Regions from separate parts of the Mus musculus genome. Here regions 2 and 3 are each linked to region 1. A link is a contact called in public HiChIP or PLAC-seq and promoter capture Hi-C data. All regions are on one chromosome and are shown on one strand. The core of a region is the stretch at or near the end of the contact, and the rest is flanking DNA. Distances in the headings are between cores, read along the strand shown. Region 1 holds the start of Pparg (peroxisome proliferator activated receptor gamma). Region 2 holds the start of Vgll4 (vestigial like family member 4). Region 3 holds the start of Cand2 (cullin-associated and neddylation-dissociated 2 (putative)).

Region 1 (4,892 bases), core at 1,342-3,841:
TAAACAGAATATTTGATTAAAATATTGATATGTACGTATAACTGAAGAGAAGTAGTAAGAATAAAGCTAGGTCTTAAGATAATGATTTAAGGATATACCATACCAGTGGTAGATATTATCTTAACATGAACCGTACATTTCGCCAAAGTATGGCCTATTGTGTTTGAGATCTCCTTATAAATGCAGTTGTGCTGGATAATTTATTAAATTTAATATATATAATTTAAAATAGATAATGTATAACTCTCAAAAACCTCCCCCTGTATTGTGAGAAAATTACAAGAAATGAACAAAAACCACCTTAGGGGAAAAAAAATTAATTTTTTTTTTAAAAAACCTCATATGCTATGAAACTAACTAATATATAGTATTTGAGGCTCCCTTGGTATTGAGACCAACATTTAACTGGCCTTGCTTTTTTTTTGGTCAACTTAATTCTGTTTCTAGTGACCTTTGTAAGCAATCATGCCGCTGCCCTTTTTGCTGTATTTAGGCGTTAAGAAAGTGAAGTTAAGTAATGGATAACAGGGAAATTTGCCACAAAAATAAGAAAAACAAGAAAGAAATTCACTTTGACAATTTGTGGGTTGTGCATATGTTTAAAATTACATACTATTGACTTAAATCAAATTGTCTTGACTAGTGTAGTATTTTTTTAAATCTTCTACCAATATTTACTTAGTGGAATCCTATGAAAGCAAAAAAAAAAATTCTTCCAGTATTTTTGCCTCACTTTATGACACAGAGAATATTTCCAAGTCCACATGACAATAAATTTAGCAGAAAGACACAAATTAGAATGGCCAACATGTCTTGCCATACGCACCGGGCACCTACAGACCCTGTGAAAGCTGTGAAAATATTCAGACTTTTGGGTAAATTATTTTAACAAAATTTTTATGTAAGTTTCCTTCTATTAGCAACCACTTCATAATTTGAAAAGTAAGTTAAATACATTGCTGATCCTTATACATGTTTTCACAGTGCCTTTACATATTCCCCACACAGAAGGATCTTGACAAGACTGATGGAATATTCTTTTCAGAGACTTAAAAGTAAAAAAAATCATTTATTTAAATATGTAAAACTTACTAACTGAAATCAGTCACTTGCATAATCCATTTCTACGTCAAAAATTTAAAGTCATGCTTTTCATATATGAATTTTAAATGTCATAGGGATTTTGAAACTAAAGATATGATTTTTTTTAAAGTGTAATTTGCCCTTTTCTGTTAAAGTGATTCTGAAAGATGTAGTGACATGAATGTTAGGAAAACCAGCTCCTTTAAAGGAAATATACTTAATTATTAAAAAATAGTTATCACAAAAAATATCAAAGTAGTCTTAAGTATTGATGTGTATAATGTTTCCAGGTCTTTTAGTTCTAATGTGTTTAGAAGAACTTATAATCTTTGAAATATAAAAGACCGAGGAAACAGCATCAAAAAACTCTTCGGCCTAGAGGCATCAAGAACTTCAGACTTCACCGGCGCCATTGTTCTTCAACAGTTTGAAGAGTTTGAAACTTTTACATATGAAAAAGATTTTTTTCCTTAAAAAGAAAACTGTCAACAATCTTTTCCCTTCTAGTGAGCTGCAAAAGCGTGAGGTGACCACCAGTTGCTCCTTAGATCTTCTCACTGAAGATATAGTTCTCAGCAAATTAAATATGAAGTAGCACTGGAGTGAGCAAATTTACACAAAACACACAGTAAAATAAAAATCGAGGGCTTTATAATATGTTTCACTCCAACTAAGGCATGACACTGAGTTAAAATGTTCATATATTAAAATTAATATTTCGGACATTTACTTTAGAGCAAATGTGGTTGAAGATAAGACAACAGAGAACTTATTTTAAAGTTGAAACCCAATCTTCTGAAATGCTGCTCCAAATGCTCGTAGTATCTATGAGTGCTTCTGTCAAACTTGCAAGAGAACTATCTCTTTGAGTAGTCATAGCGTATATCCGTTCCTACCCTAGCCAGGTTTTAAATCACAGAGCACCTGGAGTTAGTTACATTTTTAGTCAGCAATTGATCACTTAGCTATGGACGACAGGAAGACTCCCACAGAGCACCTGATATCTTTGGAAGACCTGCCCAAGTCCAAGACTAAGTTATTCATTTAATAACTCCAGTTAACAATTTGCTTCGTGCATGATAATAAAGAGTTGACATTACAATAATGAACTCCAAATCAAGAGGCTTTCCAACTGTTAGCTATCCTACAACTTGGTTCATCTGGTTTTGTTTTCAAATGATCATTTAATTTTACATTTTTGTCCTTCATCCTGCTAAAAAGGGACACCTTTTAGCCTCTTCCTCACAGAAAACTTAACTTTTCTTTTTTCCCTTCTGAAATAAATGGCACGACCTCCCCCCTATTAGCATCAGAAGCAAAGCAGATTCTTAACAGTACAAGAACACAGCCAGACCATCCTGATGTGTAAGAACTTGGGGGCAGTTTGGCCACTTCACTACACACACCAACAAAAACGTGATGACGATGGGGCCACTCACCTACTCAATGGGAGTTAAGAAGAATTTAGCGCTGCAGCCTTCAGATCCCCAGCAGAGGTCCAGGCCCCTTCTTGACCTCCTCGCGTCCCTTATATAAAAGCAGCCCAGGCTACTCCCAGTTTCTGCCTCCTCACCTTAGGCTCCTCCCCAATCCCAAGCCATAAAGCACCGGGAGCCACACACCCACCTTCCGCCCCCAGCACGAGGGCTGCCTACTCCCGTGAGCCGGGCCCTGTGCTCGCCCCCTGCTTAGATTGAAGAGGGGCACTGGCGGGGCGGGGCCTTGGCGACAGTGACCCCGCTTTCCTCACACCTGGTGAGCCCCGGGCAGGGGGCCGTGGGCCAAATCGCCTCCGTGATCACGGGCGCATCCTCCTCCCCACCCTCCGACCCCTAGAGCCTCAGGGCGACCGGTGGCTGCTGGCGAGCCCCTCTCTAAATCTGTCACCAGGATCCGCACAATGCGGTCCCCAACGCGGTAGTTCTGGAGACCTGGCTTTCCTGTCAGGGTCTGGAACAGGGGCAACCCTGTTCCGCGCTCACACACATGCCTGCCTGCGCACCCTCTCAGGGAAGCACTGTGGCCCTCCGCACCGTGCCGGTGCCCCTCACGAGGACAGTCACCCTGTCAGTCACACTCGGCTCTCCAGGAGGGTGACCGGTCCTCAGCCGAGACCCCTCACTCTGTCCCTGAGTCCGCGACCCCGCCCCGCTATCACTCTCTCGCTCTTCTCTTGTGTGACTTCTCCTCAGCCCGCGCGATCCCCTCAGACCCAGACTCTGTCACCTTGTCTGTCACATTCGGTCCTGTCAAGAGTTTGCCTTCTCCTCAGCCGGGGTCCCTTGAGTCAAGATTCTGTCACTTGGTCACTCTCCGTCCTGTCGGAGTGTGGCTTTCCAGCCCGTATCCCCTCTAGTCGAGACAGGGTTAGGCTGTCAGTTACGCAGCCCTGTCAGAATGTGACTTCTCATCCCGAGTCCCCTCAGCGGAGACCCAGTCACCTAGCCAGTCAGATCCAGACCCCACAAGCCGAGACCCCCCCTCACCTTGTCTGTCACACAGTCCTGTCAGAACGTGACTTCTCAGCCCGCGTCCCCTCAACCGAGACCCCGTCAGGCTGTTGGTCTCACAGGCTCCTGTCAGAGTGTGACTTCTCCTCAGCCCGTCCCCTCAGCCCGGTCACCTTGTCGTCACACTCGGTCCCCTCAGGCTGCGCGCGACCCAATACCCCAGCGCAGCGCCCCAGGTCTCTTCTTCCGCGTCCCTCCGGCGGGCCGCGTGGCCCGGGGCGACTCTGACCTGAGGCGGCGGCTTGGCGGGTGCTGTGCGTCGGTGAGGCCGACCCGACCCGAGCGCCCCAGGCGGCTGCCGCTCTGAGTGCGACGGGCCCCGCCTGGCCGGCCGCGGACCGGAGGAGCCGAGCCGAGCCACCCGGCCGGACCGGGGGCGGTGCCCAGGGTGAGGCCGGAGGCCCCGCGCCCGCACCCGGAGGCCGGCGCCCACGAGGCCCGCGTGGCCCTCCCGCGCCCGGCGCCGTGCGCTGGTTACCTGGCCGCCTTGCTCCTCACAGCCGCTGGGAGGCGACCCAGGAAGGTCCCGTGTCCCTCAGACCGATGTCCATGTCCATGTCTGTCATGGAGAAGTTTGTTTTTTTCCTAGATGTGCTTTTCATCTCTCTCTCTATATATATACCATATATATTTATATATCATACATAACATATATTTATATATCATATATATGATATATGATATATAATAGATACACACCCATATATATATTTATATGAATTAAGTGAATTTAGGATCTCCCTTTTTTCTTTTTTTCTTTTTATTTTTAATCTCAGTTTTATTTTTATTTTTAATCTCAGAATGTTATGAAGGCGAATGCCTTAATCAACAGACTTTAGTGCTAATCATTTAATTTCCTTTTAAAAAACAATTGTGTGTGTATGCACGTGAACGGAGGGAGAGGTGTGGGCTCCCCTGGAGCTGGAGTTACAGGTGGTTGGTGCTGGGAACCGAACAAGGGTCCTCTGGAAGAACACAAAGTGTTCCTAACCGCTGAGCAATCTCTCCTGCCTTCAAACTATTTGTTAACCTTGTTCACTGGCTTTTTAAAATTCTTTAGCACCATTTCTTACATAGGAGACCTTACACATAGGGTGGAGAGGGCCTGAGAATCTCTTGTTTTTAAGTTAGACTATTGGAGCTTCTTGCCTCGGGAGCCTGAAGCCCACATGATAGACAGTTCCTTTTCTTGCACTCTTTCAGCTCTCACAGTCATGATCTGTCCTAAAGATTCACATTCAGAAAGCTTGCAGTGTCCAGGACACCAAAGGCCGTTCTTTTATCCTTTTCCAATCGTAA
Region 2 (4,892 bases), core at 742-3,241, 440 kb after region 1:
CCACTCTATACACATAATTAAAAATAAAAATAGCTCTTTAAAAAAAGGACATATATCTTCCCAGGGATTATTATCTTGCCTTTTCACTTTAAAGTGGAGAGCTTCCTCCTTCACCTTCATTGCATCAGGAAAACACCCCTCGTGGGTTGATGAGCATTGTGGAGAAATATGAAAACAGCCAGCCATTTAAAGCTGAGCGTGTCTGAGCAGGCATGGTGGCACACAGCTTTAATCCCTGCACTGGATGGGCAGAGGCAGGCGGATCTCTGTGAGTCTGAGGTCAGTCACATCTACATAGTGAGTTCCAGGACAGCCAGGGCTTTAAAGTGAGACCCCATCTTTGGGGGGGGGGGGGACACGGAAGCTGAGCATGTCTGCGTCTGACTTTGGGGGGAGTTTGTTCTTTCCGTTTACCACATAGGTCCCTGGGATTGAGCTTGGTGTCCCCTTGCCTACAAACCATCATATTTGATGTTGAGTCATGGAGGAGAAGTTGCTAAGCGTTTTGTGTGTACCCCTCCATCTGTAGGGGATTGCTTCAATCTTAAAATAAGTGACTGTAATGAAGTCTTGGGAAGGTGTGACAGAGCTGACAGTAGCCCAGAGAGGTCTTGGAACTTGTGGCAGTTCCTCTCCCTCGGATTCCGACTGCTAGAATTACAGGCTGGTGCCACTCTGCCAGGCTGCAGCAGAGTCACTTAGAGCAGGTCTTTTCCTTTCTTCCATGATGCTGATGAAGCTCAGCACTGCTCTGGATTTGAACTTGGAACATTTTTAAAGTTTCCATGATTGGTCACAACCTCCCAGATGAGTTTGGAAAACAGATTTTTAAAAAGTATTTTTTTTTTTTTGTACATTTTTTTTTTCCAATGTCTGTGTGTCATTGCATGCGGTACCCATGGAGGCCAGAAGAGGGAGTCAGGTTCCATGGAAATAGAGTTACAGGTGCTTATGAGTGCTGGGTACTGAACTCAAGTGTTCTGCAAAAGTGGCCAGTGCTCGGAACCACCTCTCCAGCCAGCTCCCCACTCCCCCGTTTGTGTGTGTGTGTGTGTGTGTTTGTGTGTGTGTGTGTGTGTGAGAGAGAGAGAGAGAGAGAGAGAGAGACAGAGACAGAGAGACAGAGAGACAGAGAGAGAGCGAGAGAGAGAGACAGACAGACACAGAGAGAGAGAGAGAGAGAGAGAGAGAGAGAGAGAGAGAGAGAGGGAGGGAGAGAGGGAGAGAGAGACCTGTAGGCCACTCACTTGTCCCCAGATCTGTTTACTCTTCTGAGGACGGATTTGCCTCTGGTGTCCTGTCCATCTGTACAGCTACAGAGTTTAGGAAGGAAGTTACATGTAACATTGACTTTGAAAATGTAAACACTCGGGCTGGAGAGATGGCTCAGCGGTTAAGAGCACTGATTGTTCTTCCAGAGGTCCTGAGTTCAAATCCCAGCAACCACATGGTGGCTCACAACCACCCATAATGAGACCTGAAGACAGCTACAATGTACTTACATATAATAAATAAATAAATAAAATCTTTAAAAAAAAAAAAAAAAAAAAAAAAAAAAGAAAATGTAAACACTCGCTGTGTCCCTGGACTTAATAAACCCATCTTACAAAGAAACAAAGAAACCTTGTACCAAACAGAGCACACCCCTGTGGAAGCCCTGGATTCCCAGCCCTTGCAACGAAGTCACGGAAAGTTAAATTCCCTGTACTTTGCTTCCACAGCAGATTTTCTTTTTTAAACTTTGTGCTTAGCCTCCCCCACAAACAAAACACCCACAAACTTGCTGGGGTTTACTTCCTCGGCCTCTGCCTCTGCCGGCCTCTGGCTCCGGGGAGGAAAGGCTCTCCTCACCCCCTGTGCCTCACTGCCCCCGCCTCTTTCTGCTTCCTGCTAATTCTGCAGCGCCTGGAGCCTGAGCCGAGGCTCCAGTGAGCATGCTCACAGCAGCCCTCTACCCCCTCCCAAAAGCAGAGGAAGCTGGTTTACATACGAGTCATACCAAGCATAGCCCGCATGTCAGTGCAGTCAGCTTGCAGCGGGCTGTGAGGGAGAGTGCCTTTGTCCTGAGAAATGTGCTTTGTGTTTTTCTTTTTTACTGCTTTCTTTTTAAACCCCCAAGACGGGCTCGAGAAGTCTTCTGAAATGATTTTTTAAAGCCGAATAGAAGACACAATCAGACACCTTCCACAAGCCCTTGACGGGTTTTGTTTGAGTCTGATTTTTGTGTGTGTGTGTGTGTGTGTATGATTTTTAAAAACCTTTTACATACTTTGTTTTGATCTCCTGAGGCTGGGCCTCTGTCTTCCTGAAGTTTTAGGAGAGCCTGGAGCTACTCAGCTAAGACTGAATTTTGAAACTTTCTCTTTGGGGGTGAAAGCAAAGAACTGTTTTTCTTTGCTAGCCGGACAGATAAATGCTGTTTATGAAGATGGACCTGTTGAACTACCAATACTTGGACAAGATGAACAACAATATCGGCGTTCTGTGCTATGAAGGTAGATGTTCTAGAATGTACTCTTTGCTTTTGTGATGGCCACTCCTCCTTTGGAGGGGGGCTTTGACTGGCTTATGAACATTTTCTTGTCTTTCTTGTGATGGTGGAGCGAGTGGAAAGAGAGTTGTGTACCATTTCAGGACAGTTCGCTTTTGCCCGGCAGGAGGGTGGCAGCCGGGGAGGGCTGGAGGAGACACGCTGTTAAAAGTTTACTTGTGATGTACTAGCAAGGTCTGACAAGATCGTTACATTATAAGTGATTTTTCTCTTTTGATTTTGTTGGCATTTTATGCATAAGTAGGAATTTACAGAAGTAAGGAGAAGTTAAACATGTGGGTGCTGGAGTAGAGGGGAGGGGCCTTGGGACTTATTTTTAAACGTATCACCGTGTACAGTGTTCGGTGTGGACCCTTGCTCTGAATTTCATGTGGTAGAGGAACAACAGCAGAAAGCCACAGTAAGTTGTTGTTTTCCTGAGCCATTGTCTCAGGCATCAAGGGGTTTTTTTCCTGTGAGGTTTGTGGGACTGGCAGGGCCTGGTGTCAGGGAGCCCAGGCCGGGCTCTTTGTCTGCCGCCCCATTTCCTGTGCAGAGAGCTGACAGTGAGACAGGCTCCCTCCAACCCCAGTCCCTGGCAATTACACCATAAGCAGCCGGAAGGCTGAAGAAAGTGGAAAATACCCCCACCCCTAGATTTGCCCATCACCTCCCCTTCCCCTGGGCACTCCCTGTAGTAAGTTAAGCTTCTCTGGAGAAAACCCCAATCCCATCTTTTGGAATCTTACCTACGTGCGATTTGAGACCAGGGTAATGGGGCTGAGTTGTGGCACTGGCCGGGCAGGGAGAGACCTGGGGCTGCCGGGAGTCTTTCCTGGTGTCTTCCTGCTGTGGGCAGCAGGCTCTGGGGTCTCTCACCTAGTAATCCTAGAGAGTTGTCTGCTTTGTCTTGAACAGAAGTTAAAAGAGGGAGCAGAGTTGGTTGTGTTCGTGTAAAAGTTTAAGATCTGCTTCTTAAGTTGTTGAAAACATACCCTTTCTCTCTCAAGCCTGCTTTAAAATTAACTTTATGGGGGAAAAATCTCATTTAAAGGGGTTTTGTTGTTGTTTTGCCTTTTTAAAAATAAGATATCACTTTACTTTGACAAGTTTCCTCTACATATAAAAAGCACCTCAGCTTCTCAGCTTCCAAACCCTCTCGTCTCAAAGGCTGGATTCTCCAGAAGCCACCAGACGCGATTTCTGCTGGGATTCATGCATTGTCTTTAAAAAAAAAAAAAAAAAAAGAAAAGAAAAAAAGAATCCACATCGAAAGCTCAAAACTTTTAATGTGATTTCTTTGTCAACAAATAATCTTTAAAAAACAAAACAGAGTGCCTGGCTGGCCCGGGTGAGGCACGTAGAGGCTGCTAGGACAGTGGTTCCTTCCTTGTGTCCCAGGAGGAAGTTCTGCAGCTCCCCCAGGTGGGTGTGTGGTTCCACAGAAAGCACAAATGCCAACAGTTAGCTGTCCTGTTTCCTTCGATGTTTGGAAGAGCAGACCTAGAAGCTGAGAGCCGAGTGGATGCGTGGGATCCCAGGCTATCATCTGTTTAGTTTAAACATCTGCTCCTGTTTTCCTTATTATGAAAGGTAATATTATTCTAACACCAAAATAAATACACAGGAAATTAAGAAAAGCGCAGCAAAACCTGAGTAGTGCTCAGAGCCAGTTGTTTATGTCCTCTGGTTTCCTCGCTGTAAACACCACACACATCTGGTCTCCACTGCGAGGGCTGTGTGGAAGGATGGGTACCAATCATACATGGCGTTCTCTCCTGTAAACAGTGCGAACACAGCTAAGCCTGGAGGTGCATGCCTTTAATCCCAGCCCAGAGGAGGCAGAGGCAGGTGGATCTCTATGAGTTCCAGGCTAGCCAGTCTACACTCCAGGCCAGTCTATAGTGAGGACAGCCAGGGCTCTATAGACAGCCTGTCTCAAACAAACAAACAAACAAACAAACAAACAAAGCAGAGGAGAAGTTGGTACAGTTTAAATGAGGTACGCTGCAATTGTTTGCATTGAACCTGCCAGCCCTCCAGCGTGCCAGGGCAGTGGTGTGGAACACGTGTGGACGGGGGTAGGTGGCATTTGATTTCATCTGGGGCACAGGCCAGTGTCCTGCCTGTCAGCAGGGGACAGACTCAGTGTTTGTCCCATTGGCTTTAGTAGTGAAGGTGTAGGTGGGAAGCTTCGCTTGTCCAGGTTGGTGCAACGACAACCCTGGATGTGTCAGGGGAACTGTGTCCTCACTGCCTTCCTTCTCTCAGCGGCCGCCACGAGGATGGGCCAGCGCCTACCCTGTAGCACACAAGAACCCCTGCATCTTACTTTTGAATCCACTCTGGGTTGCCTGACCTC
Region 3 (4,892 bases), core at 1,589-4,088, 410 kb before region 1:
GCTTCAGGGGTGATCCTGATCACCCTGACCAACACACACCTAAGCATTACAGTCTCCCTAGATAGTCACTTCAGGACTTTGCACCCCTCCTTGACAGCACTTTTCTCCCATACAGCGAATGTATGAGAACACTTCATGCACACACACCCACACACACACACACAGAAAGACATATAATATCCCCACATATATACACATACACATAATAACCCCCATACCATGCACATACACACACATATATGAATACATATACTTTCACACATGTACACACAAACAAACATACATACATAAATATATGCACATATCTTGCACACACATAAACACATGTGCGTGCACACATACTCTTGCTCAGCAGGCTCACATCTAATACTCCAAGCTCAGCAAGGAACAGGTCTGACAAGGGAGCAGGGTGAGGGCAGGAGAGTTTGTGCTCAACAGACCTTGAGCAGAGGTGTGGATCGAGGCCCCTTTTTGGAGTGTGTGTGTGTGTGTGTGTGTGTGTGTGTGTGTGAGACATATTAGATATCCTGCATCAAGTATTTACATTACCATTCCGAACAATAGCAAAATTATAGTTATGAGTAGCAACCAATTCATATTATGGTTGGAGGTCACCACAACACAAGGAACTGTATTAAAGGTGTGCAGTGTTAGGAAGGTTGAGAACCACTGGCTTAGAGCCAAGCGGCCTCGTGGAAACCCGAACCCAGAAATCAACATTCACAAATATACCGCAGCATTTCAAACACCTCAGGTCTGCAGACATCACTCTCAGAGGAAATGTCATGGTGCTGGGGTGGTGGGGATAATAATTTGACAAGCAAGAGCTCCAAAGCAGAGCGAGGCTTTAAGTAAACATACTTGTCTTATCAGTGAGGTAAAATTTGGCCAGCTGCCTCCTTAACCCCAAGCCTCGGTTTTTCCATGAATAAAACGGAAATTGTCTTTGCCCCTCTCCCACAGCATCCTTGAGGGTTTTAATAGGTCAATCTGAGCAAGCAGGCTCAGAGAGGTTACGAAGCACCAGCGTGAGGTAGGTCACCTGAATCCTCAAACAGCACTGCCTCAGTGAAAAAGGATTTGGACATCCCTGTCAGACCTCTCAAGTTCTTGGTTTTCTCTGTCAAGAGTCTGATCCCCAAATAAAACTGAGAACCAAGGCTGGCTGTCCCTTGCCTGGAACCCCAGTCAGACATTCCCCGCTGGGAACCATAAGCCATGGTCTCCTGCCATGTTGAGAGGCAGCACCATAGGACACTGGGACACATGGTGCCTGGACAGCTGGTGGGGGGCGGGGGTTGGGAGGAGGCTCAGGCTCTTGGTATTCAGACTTTTAAAAATAGAAACCATTCTCATATGCTCAGGGTGGTTTTAGGTGTCCTCAACGCTGCTGGCAGGGACAGATTTAAAGGGCTTCTCAGGCCCTGAGTGATAGAGCCAACTCCCTGATAGGCCCAGGAGTCATTCCCTCAACTCTGGCAGGCCATGTGACTTTGAGTAAGTCAAAGCCCCCTCCAGACTTCTGGAGAACAGAAAGAACTTGGGCCCAAAGAACAAAGAACAGTCTACCAGGACCTGCCCCGTTTCCCTGCACAGAGTCAGGACAACCATTCACAAAGCACTTACCTGCTACCTAAAGCACAAACAGCTAAGCTAAGGCTCAGAGGGCATGGAGTACTTTGCCCATCACTTACAGATCTAGTTAGTGATGGTTGCCGAGATCTGAAGCCAGGGCAAAGGATCCCAAGCCCTACTACCACTGTGGGGCTTAGGGCTGCACAGAGATTTTTGAGGACTGTATTTACAGGACACGGAAAAGGTCAGACCACACAAATAGGCTTCTGGCCCCTCCGGACTGGCTAGATTGGGAATCCCACTGACACCTCCAACTCTGCTTGGCCCTACCGTTAGCATTGTATCCAGGCCCTTCATGTCCCTGAACCTAATTTTCCCTGTTTGTAATCGGAGGGATAACTACTGTGACAGAAGACTCAGAATGGTGCACTGTCCTGTTGACTTGAGGGTCCACAACTGACCAACAACCCCTTTTTATCACTGAACCTCAGTTTCCCCTGCAAGAGGGGCTGCATCAGATATTCCCATTCCTCTTGCCAACTCTGTTCCTGTGTTTCTGTGGTGTTTGGAGAGGAGGATAGGAGAAAAAGAATGGGGGAGAGAGATAGCCCTCACCCCAACCTTTGCTTCCTGCTCTAAACCATCTTGGGAGAGGAGGGGAATAAGGAAGATGGGGTGGTGATGAGGGGCCAGGGAGAAAAGGCACGGGATGAAAAGAAAGAGATGAAAGAAAAGTAAAGTTTGTTAGGGTTAGGAGACCCGGTAGGGGTACAGGGTGCGGGGGATGGGGTAACCTAGAGACCGGGCAGAAGTGTGGGTCTCGGAAGATAGCCTTGGATGGAGGTTGTGCAGGGAAGCGGCCTGTTTCAATGAGGGTCAGAAGAGGACTGCACTGGGTTCCAAAGAGAGGCCGACGGGGACTTCACTGGAGAGCCTGGGGGGCGCCCAGTGTTGGGGACTTGAGAGGCCAGCACAGCAAAGGCGGGAAGAGGCTGGGGGCGGGGCTGCAGGCCCAGCCAGGCCCAGGCGAAGAGGCCGGGGGCTCCCACAGGGGTCCGCAGGGGGGGGGCAGGGGAGCAGAGGGGCGGCCGGGACAGGCTGAGACCCCTGAAAACGAGTCCCGAGCCCCCACAGGGCGCACCTGAAGTCTTTGTCGCTGGACGTCATCTTCTCCAGCAGGCTGGAGATGTAGAAGGCACCGGTACTCATGCTGGCTGCGCCGCGGGGTTGCGGGTCGAATCGAATATGGCGGCGCGGCCTCCCCTCCCCTCCACCACGCCCCCTCCCCCACCGGCCACGCCCCTTCTCTCTCTCTCTCTCTCTCTCTCTCTCTCTCTCTCTCTCTCTCTCTCTCTCTCTCTCTCTCTCTCTCTCTCTCTCTCTCTCTCTCTCTCTCTCTCTCTCTCTCTCTCTCTCTCTCTCTCTCTCTCTCTCTCTCTCTCTCTCTCTCTCTCTCTCTCTCTCTCTCTCTCTCCCCTCCTGTCCCGAGCAGGACTGAAGTAACGGGCCTGGCCCCCTCTCCTGGACAGCTCTGCTCAGCATGGGCACCAGCAGCTCACCACCCGGCCCTGACCACGCCTTCTCCCGATTGTGCCTTGAAGACCCCTTGACTTTGCTCTCTCAATGGCACTCATGCAAACAGGGACATGGGATGGCAATTCCAGATTCTACCAGGTTCCACACAGCCAAAGAACCTGAGATGAATTAAGGACGGACTTCAGGTTCCCAAAGCCGAGAGCAATAGCTGTTCCCTAAAGTTGATCACAGTTTTCCCCAGTTAGGAGGTGTGTGTGTGTGTGTGTGTGTGTGTGTGCGCGCGCGCGCGCGTAGATCTTTAGGGGGACTCTTTAAACTGGAAAGGAAGTGTCGCTTCAAATCTCTGCTACCTAGCTTGGGGAGTCACACAACCTCTGCTGGCTATTTTTAGTTACTCAAAGGAATAAAAGAAACCTTTATCTTTCTTGCTTTGTTTTGTTTTTTCTTTTTTGTTTTTGTTTTTGTTTTTTGAGACAAGGTTTCTCTGTATAGTAATTGCTGCCCTGAAACTCACTTTGTAGACCAGGCTAGCCTCAAACTCAGAGACCTGCCTGCCTCTTTCTCCCAGGTATTGAGATTAAAGGCATGCACCAAGACCCTGGTTAAGAAAGTTTTATCTTAAATGTATTAAAATTTCTGTTTTGGTTCTTCTCTACCACAGAGCCACACCCTCAGGTTGGTAAAAGGAAATCTAGGGGGCTGGGGTGTCTCATACCTGCAATTCCAGAACTTGGCAGGTGAAGGCAGGAAGGCAGGAGGATCAAAATTTCAACCTTGGCTACATAGATCCTGTCTTTAGAAAAAAAGATAAAGAAAGGAAGGATTTAAATGAGACATCTGCTACATCTTTGATTTCCGACTCCTAATCCAACTTCTCTTCCTCTAGATGACTGAACAGTGGCTACAAAGTCCCAAGCCTTGGAGGCTAGGGACCTCTACATTTCTCCTAGTCTTCTTGCTCCTGTCTCGCTCACACCTATGTGGCCATCCCAGAAGAAAGTCATTGTTTCATGAATGAGAAGGGGAGACAGCCCTTCAGGGGACTGTGAATACTCCCAGGGAGAAATATAGCAATCACTTGGCACCTTAGGCAGTTATTTAGTAAATGACAGTGGAGACAAAATTGGAATTTTTTACATTTTATCATTATTATTTATTTGTATTTTGTATCTAGGAGTTTCTTGCTCACATACACATATGTATATGTGTGTGTATATATATATATATATATATATATATATATATATATATATATGTGTGTGTGTGTGTGTATGTATGTATGCGTATGTATATATGTATATATATGTGTGTATATATGTATGTGTGTATATGTATATGTATATATATGTGTGTGTATATATATATGTGTGTGTATATATATATATGTGTGTGTATATATATATATATATATATATATATATATATTGCAGTACCCATGAAGGACAGAAGAGGGCAATAGACTCCAAGAAACTGTAGTTACCCACTGTTGTGAGCTGTCACATGCATACTGGGACCCCAGGACCTGTGCAAGAGCAATAAATGGTTTTAACTACTGAGCCATCTCTCCAGCCCCCTTTTTCATTTTTTATAACAATAGACTGATTTGGGTAAAGGTTGCTATTTCACTCCTCTGGTAAACCCTGTTTACAGTTCAGAGTTTCAGATCTTACTCCTTGAGCACTTAGTGGGACTCTGGAAGCCTGCATGTGTTGAATGAAAGCATGCGTTTTCTAACTGTAGAGTGCATCATCTTACATTGGATTTGTATTCCAATCAAACTT

Evidence for each region. Promoter capture Hi-C pulls out the DNA fragments that hold promoters and counts their contacts. HiChIP or PLAC-seq counts read pairs in DNA pulled down with a chosen protein or histone mark.
Region 2: a contact with region 1 is called in a FOXA1 HiChIP or PLAC-seq map of pancreatic cancer cells. The contact joins the promoter of Vgll4 here to the promoter of Pparg in region 1. A contact is called at or near these places in 4 of 39 promoter capture datasets (the 3T3-L1 cell line, 3T3-L1-derived adipocytes, embryonic stem cells and 1 more), 2 of 484 Hi-C or Micro-C datasets (the N1E-115 cell line and pancreatic cancer cells) and 1 of 115 datasets of contacts at active chromatin or transcription factors (pancreatic cancer cells).
Region 3: a contact with region 1 is called in a promoter capture Hi-C map of stem cell-derived epiblast-like cells, with 6 times the contacts expected there. The contact joins the promoter of Cand2 here to the promoter of Pparg in region 1. A contact is called at or near these places in 9 of 39 promoter capture datasets (the 3T3-L1 cell line, cranial neural crest, embryonic stem cells and 6 more) and 1 of 115 datasets of contacts at active chromatin or transcription factors (pancreatic cancer cells).

The regions. Positions count from the first base shown.
Region 1 is chr6:115,360,048-115,364,939 of GRCm38.p6, reverse strand. Pparg (peroxisome proliferator activated receptor gamma) reads right to left here and starts at 2,591. Exons shown (of 8, transcript NM_001308354.1): 1 at 2,523-2,591.
Region 2 is chr6:114,918,920-114,923,811 of GRCm38.p6, reverse strand. It overlaps Vgll4 (vestigial like family member 4), which reads left to right and starts at 1,991. Exons shown (of 5, transcript NM_177683.3): 1 at 1,991-2,495. The coding sequence starts at 2,414.
Region 3 is chr6:115,772,503-115,777,394 of GRCm38.p6, reverse strand. It overlaps Cand2 (cullin-associated and neddylation-dissociated 2 (putative)), which reads right to left and starts at 2,838. Exons shown (of 15, transcript NM_025958.2): 1 at 2,717-2,838. The coding sequence starts at 2,784. Mir7660 (microRNA 7660) reads right to left here and starts at 1,738; the gene lies at 1,676-1,738.